Linked DNA regions of Sus scrofa: region 2 is linked to region 1. A link is a contact called in public HiChIP or PLAC-seq data. All regions are on one chromosome and are shown on one strand. The core of a region is the stretch at or near the end of the contact, and the rest is flanking DNA. Distances in the headings are between cores, read along the strand shown. Region 1 overlaps CASZ1 (zinc finger protein castor homolog 1). Region 2 has its middle 26 kb from the start of MIR9861.

Region 1 (5,569 bases), core at 1,486-3,985:
TGAAGACCCACTGTGTGTTTGGCAGTCCGTCCCAGCCCTGCTCACACACCTGGGAAGCTGCCTTCTCAGGTCCGTCCCGTCTCACTCCGCCGCCGCCCCCCAGCCCCGGCCCAACGCATCTCCCCCATTCCAGTCATGACCTTGGCTCCAGGCGAGCCCTCCGCAGGAGTCCTCCCGGAGTCAGAATGAGGAGTCACACTATTTGCAGCACGAGTGAGGGAAGCAGGCATGCTCTGTGCACACCCCACTCCTTCCCTGCCAGGCCTCCCTCCTCGTGGGTCTTCAGACACCAACCTGAAGCCTGCTTGGCAGTGGGGCCACTGTCATCCTTGGAGGCTGCCCCGTCCGAGTCCTTCTCCTCCACGACGGTGCCGTCCTTGGCGGGCTCTTCACCATGGTCTTCCTCGTCGCTGCAGCCCTGGGGCTGCACCATGTAGACGCCCTCGGGGGGCAGCTCCAGGCCCTCCCGGGCGATCCGCCCCAGCATGGGCACGGGCACCGGCTCCTCGCTGTACTCCCCGTTGACCCACTTCTCGATCACCGCCCGCCTCTTGTCTTCTTCGCTGCGGGGGGCGCGCGCCACCCCCGCCTCGGGGCCACTTCGCTCTTTGTCCCGGGGCCGCAGCGGGCTGCCCTCGGCGCGGGAGCCGGCCTCGGCCCCCTTCTCCACCACCACCTGGCGGCTCAGCTTGGCACAGATGGCGTTGAGCTTCAGGCCGCCTTTGCGTTTGGCCGCCATCGCGGGCTTGCCTGCGGGCGGGTCGGAGCACCGGGTGCCTTCAGCTGCAGGGACAAAGGACAGAGGTCAGCAGCGCCCACGGGCTGGCATGGCCAACCACCTCAACAGTCGGGGAGGAGGCCCTGCCCCTGGGTCCCCCAAACCAGAGCTCTCCCCAATCTGGGGTCCATCGCACTGTGCCAAGACGGCCAGGCACGCGTTTGTCCCCTCGCTGAACCCTGAGCTGCATCCCCAGAGCCTGGCGCGTTCTAGGTGGTTCTGGAAACATTTTGTAAGTGAACCAACAAATGAATGAACGAATGCCTCTTCAAACACGAGAGGCCTTCTTCCGAGCACCTGGCTCCTGGAAGCATCTCCTGTGTCTGTCGGCCCTGGAGACCTCCCCTGAGAGCAGGCCAGCCATGTCCCAGACAAGAGGCCACGTGCCCTTTGATGCATGAGGACGCAGGGGCACGTGGGCTAATGAGCTGTGGGACAAAGCTGGCAAGTGACAACAGCCTGACTCCACTTGAGAACTGCTGCCCCACCCCGTGGCCTGCCGGAGCGGGGAGACAGAGCCGCGGGCCAGGTAGCAGCCACGCTGACCTCTTGCCTCCTGTCTCAGCAGCACCCGGCTGGCACCCTTCCCCACCTGGGCATCTCACCCCCAGCAACCTCTCTGCCCAGCCTGGTCCCTGGGCCCCGCCCAACTCTAACCTCTGATCTTCAGAAAGCCCTGGAATCTGCTGCACCCCCACCGAAGGCCTCTGTTTGCCCTCGTGAGCTCCTCTGGCCATTTGCTATGGGCTCCCCTTCTCCCCAGGCCTCACACAGGGCTGTCCCAGGGCCAAGCTCCTCACGGCCCTCCAGGGGCCACGCATCTCCGCCGTGGACATCCCTCTGCCCTCTTCGCCTTGGCCAGCTCCTGCAGGCCCGGGAGGCCTGGCTGGTCCAGGACGCCCACGCTCCAGCCCCCGAGAAGTTACAGCTCAACAGGCTGGGATTCCTTAAACTCCCAATGGAAAGCCCAGAAGCTGCAGTCACGGAGCTTCGTCCCTGAATATGCAAACGGCTCCCCTCGTGGCTGCTGAGCGGGCCGCCCAGGGTCCTGGTGGCACCTGGAAAGACCACCCACCACACAGCCTGGGACCTGCCACAAAGGCCAACAGAAGCGGACACCTGCACCTGTTTATCTGTCTATCTGTCCATCCATCCGTCTATCTTCCCATCCATTTAGTGAACTCTTACTGTGTGCCAGATCCTGCGGTGGCGCCAGGAGCAGGGCGGTGGCCACGGCAGGCACAGTCTTGGCTCACACTCCCTCTGTGCATGGGGAGCCTCATTGAAGCCTCTCGGGGACAGGGCTCCCTCGGGCATCCCTCAGCAGTGGGGTGGGCATGGCCGGGTCCCCACACAGGTCAAAAGTCTAAGTGAGGGCAGGGGCTCTGCTCCCAAGTCCATGGTCAGAAGAGGCTTCACTATAATGGATGGAGACCCTAAAAACCCACACGCCTGGAAGCCACAGAGAGGCTTCTTCAGAGAGCAGGGGCCACACCTATGCCAGGACCGCAGACTTAAGCAGACCTGACTTGTACACACAGACGGCTGGCCCTTGATACCGACAATGGCCAGTGGCCCCAGATCCTTGCCTTGAAGCTGCCGGGGCGGATGGCCTTGCTTGGTCCAGGGGAGCCCAGTGAGCCCAGTGAGCCCAGCCCAGCCCCAAGGAGGATCTGCTTGGTTCACTTCTGTCCTCCTAGTCCTGTGGCACTGTGGCGCTGGCTCTGCCCAGCCTCACCGTCACCCTAGCCTGGTGCCCACTCTACCCACGTTTGTCCACGTCCCAGGTCTGTGCTGCCCACACCCAAGTCCCCAAGCCTCGTGCCGGGTTCCTTCTCACAGCTCAGGATGGGGCCCCTCGCCAGGCGATGCGACCCCAGGTTTCCTCCAGCAGGCCTAGGGAGCAGGCCTCACCTGGCACCCTTGTCCCCTGCCCTGGTGGAGAAGGGAAAGCTGGGAGTGGGGGAGCCTGCTCTATTTTTACCGGGAGGTAAGCAGCCAAGTGTGTATGGCAGACGGCAAATGAATCTATAAATATTTATCCCAAGGAAGAGGGAAGCAGAAGCTCCCAGGGCTGCACTTGCTGCTGGTGACACCCCCTCCCCGGGCCCCCACCCATCCTGGAGCCTCCTGGCACTTGGGTCCACCCGGCTCAGCCCACCCTCTCCTGATCTCGGCTGCGTGCCTGGCTCAGTCCCTCACGGGCCCCCACCAGCTGCGGTGCAGCTGTGCACCCAGTGCCCACCCCCCACCCGCAGGCCCCTTTGCTCCGCCCACGCCCCCTACACCTGCCCTCCAGCTGCTGCTCTGCCCCAGCCCACCTGCCTTCCAGATGTTGCCCTCCCTCTGACTCTCCTGCCGCTCCCAGGGGTGGAGGTGGAGAAGGCGTGTGGGCCTAGGGTGCAGGGGACGAGGCAAAGGCACGCCTTACTCCTAAGTGCAAACGCGGGTGCGCCTGGGGCTGTGAGGAGGGGGCTGTGGAGGAGCTGAGGTTCAAGTTGCCCGCCCGCCCGCCTTCCGGCCTACCCCCTCCATCAGGGCCCTGGGGCCTGCAGACGAGCCCCCTCATGGTCTGACCTCAGGCTCCTGTCCACGTAAACATTCTCTTGACTTTCCTCCCTAAAATATAAACGCCGCGGCCAGGCCTCAATGGGAGGAAGCCATCCGTCCCCGGCCCTGTCACTGCCCCTTTCATCTCCTTCCCGCCACCAGGCTGCCCGCTGCTCTATTTACACTGGACACTTCCTCTGGGAACAATACTGCCCAGGAGGCAGGCTTGGGCCGCAGGGTGGGAAGGGGACTCCCATACTGCTTACCCGGGGAGGGGGGGACACAGCTGTGGTGGCCCCTGCAGGTCTGGGGAGAGGAGCAGGTGGGTATCCCAGGGGCTCCCCTGTCTCCAGCCTCTGGCCCCGGTAGACAGGCTGGAACGAGCCCTGGGAGGTGACCCAGCACCCCAGTACGGGCTGGCCTCTGGGGTCAGACGGTTGTGAGTTCATGGCCTGGCTCTGCCCCTGTGAGCTCTGGGCCCTGGGCCCTGGGCAAGCTTTCTCCCCATGAAGGGGCTGCGGGATTGTAAGGTCAGACGGTGCTTGTCTGCGCCAAGCAAGGGCCTGACCTGCAAGGACCTGGGAAAAGGCAGGTGGGACCACGAGGGGACAAACAAGCACGTGTGATGCCATAGCTGGGCATGAGACCCCTAGACCGGGAAGCCACACCTGACCCAGAAGAGGCGCCAGGACAGGAGAGGCCAGGGGCACCGGGGCCCCTCGCCGCCTGCCAGGGTCTGAGCCTCCCCTCCCCCGGCTGCAAACCCAACAAACCCCCAGCAGAGCGGGTCCTGCTCAGGAGAAAGGGAGGGACTGGACTGTCCCTGCACCTGTTGGGCGCCAGGTCCCCATGCCCCATGAGGATCCCGTGAGGCAGGTACTGGCATCATCCCATTTGACAGAGGAGAAAACTGATCCTGGAGCTGCGAAGACACTCCAGAGCCCAACTCATGAAGGCCGGGGCTCAGCAAGGCGCAGCGTCACCAGGAAGGCTCCGGGTGGGCTCGAGGACCCCGGCCCTGCTGGCAGGGCCCACCTCCTCCTCACCCCCCACTCTTGGTTCCCATAACACGGAGCCCCCTAAAGTGTTAACTGTGATGGGTAAAATGGTGCAGCAGATTGCTACAATAAATAATTTACTGATATTTATAAATATGCAAATCAGCCAGCTTCAGAAATCGAATGAAGGGAGGGCCTCGGGAGAAGCGCCCGTTATGGCAGGAATCTCATCACTCCCTCCAAAGGCTGGAGAAGGCCAGGCTCCTGCCAGCTCCGGGGGGGCACGGGGGCTCCTGCAGCTGCACCTGGGCCCCTCATCTCTGACCCCTGGGGACAAAGCGGGTGTCAGGGACAGCTCCACCCCCTCGCCCAGTTAGGGCCAGGCCCTCCCCTGCCTTGGGCAGCCCGGGCTCAGGGGGACCGAAGGCTCCAGTGCCTGCCACCCATGGCCAGGTCCTGGAGTCGCCTGTCCTGTCTTGGGGGTGGGGGTTAGTCCCCGAGGGCTGGGCAGGCCTGGCAGCCCCTCCCCACCGGTGAGTAATGCGTTTCGGAGCCGGGCGGCCTGTCAGCTACCAGGCTCCGGGTGCTTTATGGGCTCTGCCTGGTGGCTCCGAACTCCCTGGTAGGAAATAAAGTTCTCCCCGCGCGTCCCTTCTAAACATTTCACTCAGTGGAAACGGTGTTTAAGAAAAATGAGGACATATTTCTTCCTAAGGATGCAGTGTCCCCTTTGGGCGGCCTAATGCCCGCTGTATATCAAGAACTGGTGAGGCAGGGGCCAGGCACCCGTCCCCTCGGGCGGGGGTGGTGGTCCAGGGCCCACCCGCCTGCTGCCAGGCGGCTCGGAGGCGGTGGGCACCCCTGGGCCACGCTGGTGGCTGCCCTGGCCCACGCTGCCGAGGGCAATACGGCAGCTGGCACCCTCTGCACGCCTCCCCTGTGCTGGGGACAGTGCTGAGCAACTCAGAGCATCACGTCAGTGATGCCCCAGTATCCCCACATGGCCACCATCCTGTCCCTTTTTCCAGACGACAGAGCAGAGCCTGGCGAGGCGGTCACTGTCACGGTCACCCTGAGTCCGAGCCAGAGCCAGATCCCCAATGGGCTTGGAGGTCTCACCGTCTGAGACCCCGCACTGGCCCCCCATAGCCTCCCAGCTAGGACGGTGGCAGCAGTGTCTGAGCCTCCCCTTCCCCTGCCCCCCAAGAACTTGAACTTGACAGGCCATAAGCCCCAGTGCCGG
Region 2 (5,569 bases), core at 1,278-3,777, 180 kb after region 1:
AGGACCTACGTGGGCCAAGCCCTCCGTAGGTTACCTCTATGTGCTGTCTCTCATACTATGCAGAACAGGCTAGAGGCAGATACTAATAAAATGAGACTGTGAAAAGAGAAAACTGAGGCTCAGAGAGGTTATGTGACTTAATTAATGTCACACAGCCTGTGGGAGGCAGATGCAGGATTTGTGTGACCCCCATGCACCACCCCCGCCCCCCGTCCATTCTCCCAGATCCCCCTTCTCCTTGGAGCCATCTCTGGGAGGGAGCAGGTGGGACGGGAGGAATTCAGAGAAGAGGTTTCTGCTCCCCTTTCCAGGGCATCCATCACCCACCAAGCCCTATAGCCTGGAACCCTAGTCCCTCTCATCTCCGCTATGGACTGCAGGCCCCACAGTCCCCCATAGGCTCCCCGCTGGCTCCTGACTCCAGCCCCCCAACCCCGCCAGGCCCCCCACCCTGCACTCTGGGTAGAATGAGGCCCCGTCCTAATTCTCTAGTTACCATTGTCTTCTCCAGACAACCATTAGCATACGTGCAGTGCAATTACCCTTCAGCGCTCCTGGCCCCAGGCTGACGTGGAGGTCCCATCCCCAGTGATTTGGGGGAAAGGGGGGTTATTACAACTCACAAAACCTTAAATTAAGAATGAATAAGGGAAGCGTCGCATGCCACTTCTGAAAGTCTGCCAGCCCAGGCAGAGGTGGGTGACGGGTGTATTATATGCCGAGCTGATGGAGGGACTGATGGACGTGCGAATGGTGGTGAGGCAGCAGCTCGGCTGGTACCTGCCCATGGCATGGCCCCGTGCCTGCCCAGTGTCTCGCCTGCTGGGTGTGGATAGGCAGACCCCAAATGTCCCCTATGGCAGTACGATCTGCAAAAGGCAGAGTGGGACTTGATTTCGATCGCATTGGGCGGTGGGACAGGGCGGTGGGGGGGGGGAAGGTGCGGTGATCAGAGGCTTCCTGGGGCTGTTGAAGTAGATGCTGAGAGTCAAAGACAAGTTAGCCAGGTGAAAGGGGGAGGGCAGTGACCCAGGCAGGGAGACTGTCTTGTGCCGAAGTCCTGTGGTGGAGGGACCATGGCATGTGGCAGATAAAATGCCTGAAAGACGGTGGACACCCTGGGGAAGTCGGCAGGGTCCATTCTCCCTTGAGTCTCCTTGGCCAGCATACAATTTTGGATTTGACCTTGGGGAATTAGGAGGGACGCATATGTCACTGTGCTGCTTTACACAGGTGGCTCCAGCTACGATGTGCAGAACAGACTGGAGTTGGCAGGGGGCTTTGGGGACCCTCCAGGAGCCTCAGGCACTGCTCCAAGAGAATAGGTGGCCGCTCAGACTAGGTGGGTAGGGGCGTTGGAGAGAAGCAGACGGCCCTGAGCAGTGTTTGTGAAAGGATGGATCAGTGGCGCTGAGAGAAGAACAGCGGTGGGAGCCCTGGGGGTGGGGCGTGAGGAAGAGAGAAATCCCCTAGAAGGTGCAGCTTGTTCTCATTCCGCTTGTCTCGGGGGCGGGGAGCAATGGTGGGGCCTCAGGCGTGAGGTGGGCAGCACCCCGAGCTGCAGGGCAGGAACCCGTCACCCTGATCTGCGGCTCCCCAGCTGTGTGTCCGTGGGCTTGTCCCCCAAGTGCCACCAGCTTTCACTTCCTGAGAGGGGCCCCTGGCTCTGGTGCCCTCGGAAAGGGGCAAGGCCCAGGGTCCACTCCTGAGAGAGGGGGACCCCAGCCCAGGCTTGAGAGGCTCTGGGGAAGGTCGGATGGGACGTGCCCACCCACCAGCTGGGCAGCCAGGCTTTCTCCATCTCCACTGGAGCTTGGAGTTGAGGGTGGGAGTCCCAAGGCCCCTTCCCTTCTGATCCCACACCCTCTCCTGTCCCTCCCCTGGGCCCTTCCCCCTCCCCCCGGCACAGCCCCAGGGTGGCCCTCGTTACACCCCCCTCCCAGGCCGGTAACTCAGCCTGGAGCCAGGAGAAGCAGCGGCTTCAAGGTCAGTGGGGAGGAGCTCGCGGGCAAGGGGAAGATGGGGCTGCGATACCCCCACCACTGCCACGAGGACAGGGGGCAGAGAGGGCCCCCTCTGAAGCGCCATGACCCTGGGCTGCAGGGCAGTGGCGGGAGCGAAAGCACAGCCCCTTCCCCCAGCCAGGAGCCTGGGCCTCTGCTCGTATATCTGTCCCTGGATAATGTATATCCAGCTTATGGAAAATATTCATAATGCTCCTTACACCAAACTGGCCCCCTTCCATAGTGCGTGATCTAAAATTAAATCCATTTCAAATATACAGTAGATCGAGTCAAGCTAATATAAATGAAACATGATTAATAGGCAGAACGCCGGGCTGTCCTCCTTTGCAGGGACGGGGAGGCAGGGCTGGGGCCACTCTAACTCTCCCTCCCCACAGCCCCCGGGGCTCCTGCGGCTTCCATGGCCCGGTCTTCACCCCAAACTCCCCTCCCCCCCTGCACCTGAAATATGGCCCAACCCTGGAATTTGCCCAAATGGTGCCAGGCTGCTGGAGCAGAGCGGATAAGAGAGTGGACTTTGGTGTCAGGACAGAGCCGAGACCTGGAGCACATGACCTGGTCTCACCAAGGCTCAGTTTTCTCACCTATACAATGGGAAATCAACAACCCCTGCCTTAGAGGGTCGTGAGTGGTCAGAGAGATGAGAACACAGGCGACCAGCCTCCCAATAATGACAGCGAGCATTGCTAGGGTGTCCCCAGAAGTCTGCTGTGTCGGCCCCCGTGGTAGTGGAGATCTGTACCCCCACCGACCCCCCACCGACCCCCCATCGGCAGAACAAGGACCAGCCAGAATTCCTGCCATTGCAGGAATATGCTGGGTGGGTTATTTTTAGTTCCTTGGCAAGTGACTGTTACTGACCAAATGTTCCCACCACTGGGGACAGACTCTGCTAAGAGGGCACTTGTGTGCTGAGCCCAGGGTGGGGAGGGTGTTTATGGCCGGTCCCCAGGGGCTCCATGTGCGTCCCTGTCGCACACACATTTTGGACCCGGTTTCTGTGGCTGCTGGCGGAGCTGGGGGAGCAGCAGGGCTTGGGTGGAGCAGGGCAGCACACAGGCCCGGCCATTCTCTCTTCCCCGGCTGGGCACGTGGGCGCCACACCGAGGACGCTCCTCGGGTGGAACGAGAAGCAATGTCACCCTTGCTCGGCAAGGAGTGTAGCTCTCGGCCTGCTGGCCAGCACGTCACGTCCCTCCCTCCAGGAAAGACCTGACTTCCACGGGCTGCGTGTGTGTGTGTGTGTGTGTGTGTGTGTGTGCGCGCACGCGCACGTGTGTCACGTGTGTGTCTGGGCATCGCCTTTTGGGTGCTGTCCTGTTCCAGATATGGGTGCCCCTTCCTACTGTCTGGACCCCTCACTCACAGTGCTCCTGGGTGTCTCAGCCCCACACCATAACCCCCATTGCAGGTGATCTTCTGAACTTCCTGTGTCCTTGCCTCACCAGGGGAACCCCACCTTTTGTACAAGCCCCCAAGTCCCGGGTTGTCTTCATCCCTGCAGATACATCCCTACTGCTTGTCGTTTCGTTTTCTCCCCGAGGGGTGGGAAGAAGACAAGCCCCACAGGGAGGGAGGGGATGGCGTTGGCTCTTTCCTTGTCATTGGCCATTTGCTGCCTGCTTCACCAGGCGTGTTTTGAGCATGTTTGCATAAAGTGGATGCAGGCTGCAATTCCGTGATGAATTCTATGAATACTAATCCGCTACTACCCTTGACCTTGGGGTCACCGAAAGATCAAAACCAAACCATTTAATATTTTCCTTTTGCAGATCAATAGAAGCATAAATTCCCCCTCAATGACAAGTATAATTTCAAACAGATCTATAGAAGGCATGCGTGCATTTCCAGCCACAGACACTTGCTGCCTGCCTGGCCTTTTGGGGAGCAGACAAGGAGTTTCTTGCCTTTTCTACCATTGAATTTCTTTTTGCCTTTTTTTTTTTATGGCTCTGAAATGCTATTTTCAGCAGCTGCTGTCATATAAATATCTCTTGTTTTTCTTCTCCTCTTTCCCTCCTGGTGAAAAGGGCAGGGGACCTATTGAAAATTCCGCTTTATCTCTTTCAGTCGGGTTCAAGTACAGGTCGAATAATCGATCCCTCCTCCTTTTCTTTTTTAAGTTTCCTGTCGTTCTTTTGGCCGGATCAGCAGTGGCGAGCAGCTCTCATTTGCAGATCCTCTCAGGTCTCTGTTGCTGGGTTTGTGTGCGGGTGTACGCGTGCACACGTGCTGTCTGGAATTGGGGACGGGAGGGGGGGATGGGGGGGTCACTGAGTGTGTGAGTGGACCTTTGTGCCCACGACCATGGACGCTCCTGCGAGTTCAAACTCTCATCCAGAACTTGAGGAGGGAGGAAATAGAAAATCCTGAAAAAGTTGAAGGCTGGAGCGGGCATTGTTAACCCCTTCAGTTCCCAGGCAGAGCCGGGATGGGACTGGGTGGTCTCCCAGCTGACTTTCCAGGCTGCAGCTTCGCGTGCACCTCGCCAAAAGCCTTTGTATGAACACAGCACTGAGAAGAGGGGGAAGTTGCAAAAAGAAGAAGGGAGGGGGGAACACAACAAAACAAAACTGGAGGCCGAGGGGGAAAAAAGCAAAAGAAAAGAGAAAGAGAATTAAACCATTCATCTACCCAGATTTTCCACTTCACAGAGTAATCAGTTTGGAAGTGATTGAAACAAAGTGGAAGGCACGACTGTCACCCCCGCCCTCCGGTCCACGTTCCTTATTTACAGAAAAAAGGGGGTCTCCCTGCCCCCCCAAAAGGCCCCCATGTCCGCCCCAGTGAGGGACAAGGACCCCAGCCCTCTACTGCAGCTGCCCGATGCCTTGACACCCGGGCGACGGCTGCCCTGAGCTGGAGGTGCAAAGCCAAGATGATTTAATTTATAGAAAGGACAAGGATGTCGTGTAGCAGATTTAATCATCGGAGAGTTTAAAAAAAAATAAGGACCGGGCTAATGTCGTAATTTACATTTCAGGATAATAAAGAGAGAAAGACAGAAAAGGAAGGGCCCGTAGCAGCCTGCGAGAGGCCGAGAGGAGGGGAGGCCGACCAGGGGGCCGAGGGAGCCCAATAGATTTGCCTGAAACACCAATAAATTTTAAAACAAACCCAGAAAGCTAAAGACAGCCCCTGGAAAGTGCTGGGAAAATGGACCATCGATTTTAGGCTTGATCTGCATTTTGTATTTTAATAATGCTCTCTCTGTCTTTCCTTTTCTCTCTCTCCCTCTCTCCCTCTCTCTCTCTTTTGCAAAATATAAAAGCTGATCTGATAAATATTAATTTGAACCATCATAATGTATTTGAAAATTCCAGCTAAAATGTCACCACATGGAACATTAATGTAATATTTCAAGGCCCTGAGAGCAATACTCATATTGATTGCATTTATTTCACTCTAGGGACGAGAGATAATTCTTCAGTGTGGGACACATCTGGGAGCCAAGGAGGCAGGGGCTGAGGGGAGAAATGCGAAATTATATATGGTCATAAAAAATACAAAACAGAAAATCCTCCCCAAAACTCTCCCCTCTCCTG

What was found. HiChIP or PLAC-seq counts read pairs in DNA pulled down with a chosen protein or histone mark.
Region 2: an H3K27ac HiChIP or PLAC-seq map of skeletal muscle shows a contact between it and region 1. The contact joins two enhancer-like sites. A contact is called at or near these places in 1 of 47 Hi-C or Micro-C datasets (embryonic fibroblasts) and 1 of 2 datasets of contacts at active chromatin or transcription factors (skeletal muscle).

What each region holds. Positions count from the first base shown.
Region 1 is chr6:70,904,201-70,909,769 of Sscrofa11.1, forward strand. It overlaps CASZ1 (zinc finger protein castor homolog 1), which reads right to left. Exons shown (of 21, transcript XM_021095326.1): 5 at 295-783. Among named protein-coding and RNA genes, the nearest start is that of CASZ1, 120 kb to the right of the region's middle. Within about 2 kb of position 2,736, at least 8 of the 83 cell types and tissues checked have an H3K27ac peak or open chromatin away from gene starts, as enhancers often do. A contact at or near this core is called in skeletal muscle, where this site is marked.
Region 2 is chr6:71,086,359-71,091,927 of Sscrofa11.1, forward strand. No RefSeq gene overlaps it. Among named protein-coding and RNA genes, the nearest start is that of MIR9861, 26 kb to the left of the region's middle. Within about 2 kb of position 2,528, at least 8 of the 83 cell types and tissues checked have an H3K27ac peak or open chromatin away from gene starts, as enhancers often do. A contact at or near this core is called in skeletal muscle, where this site is marked.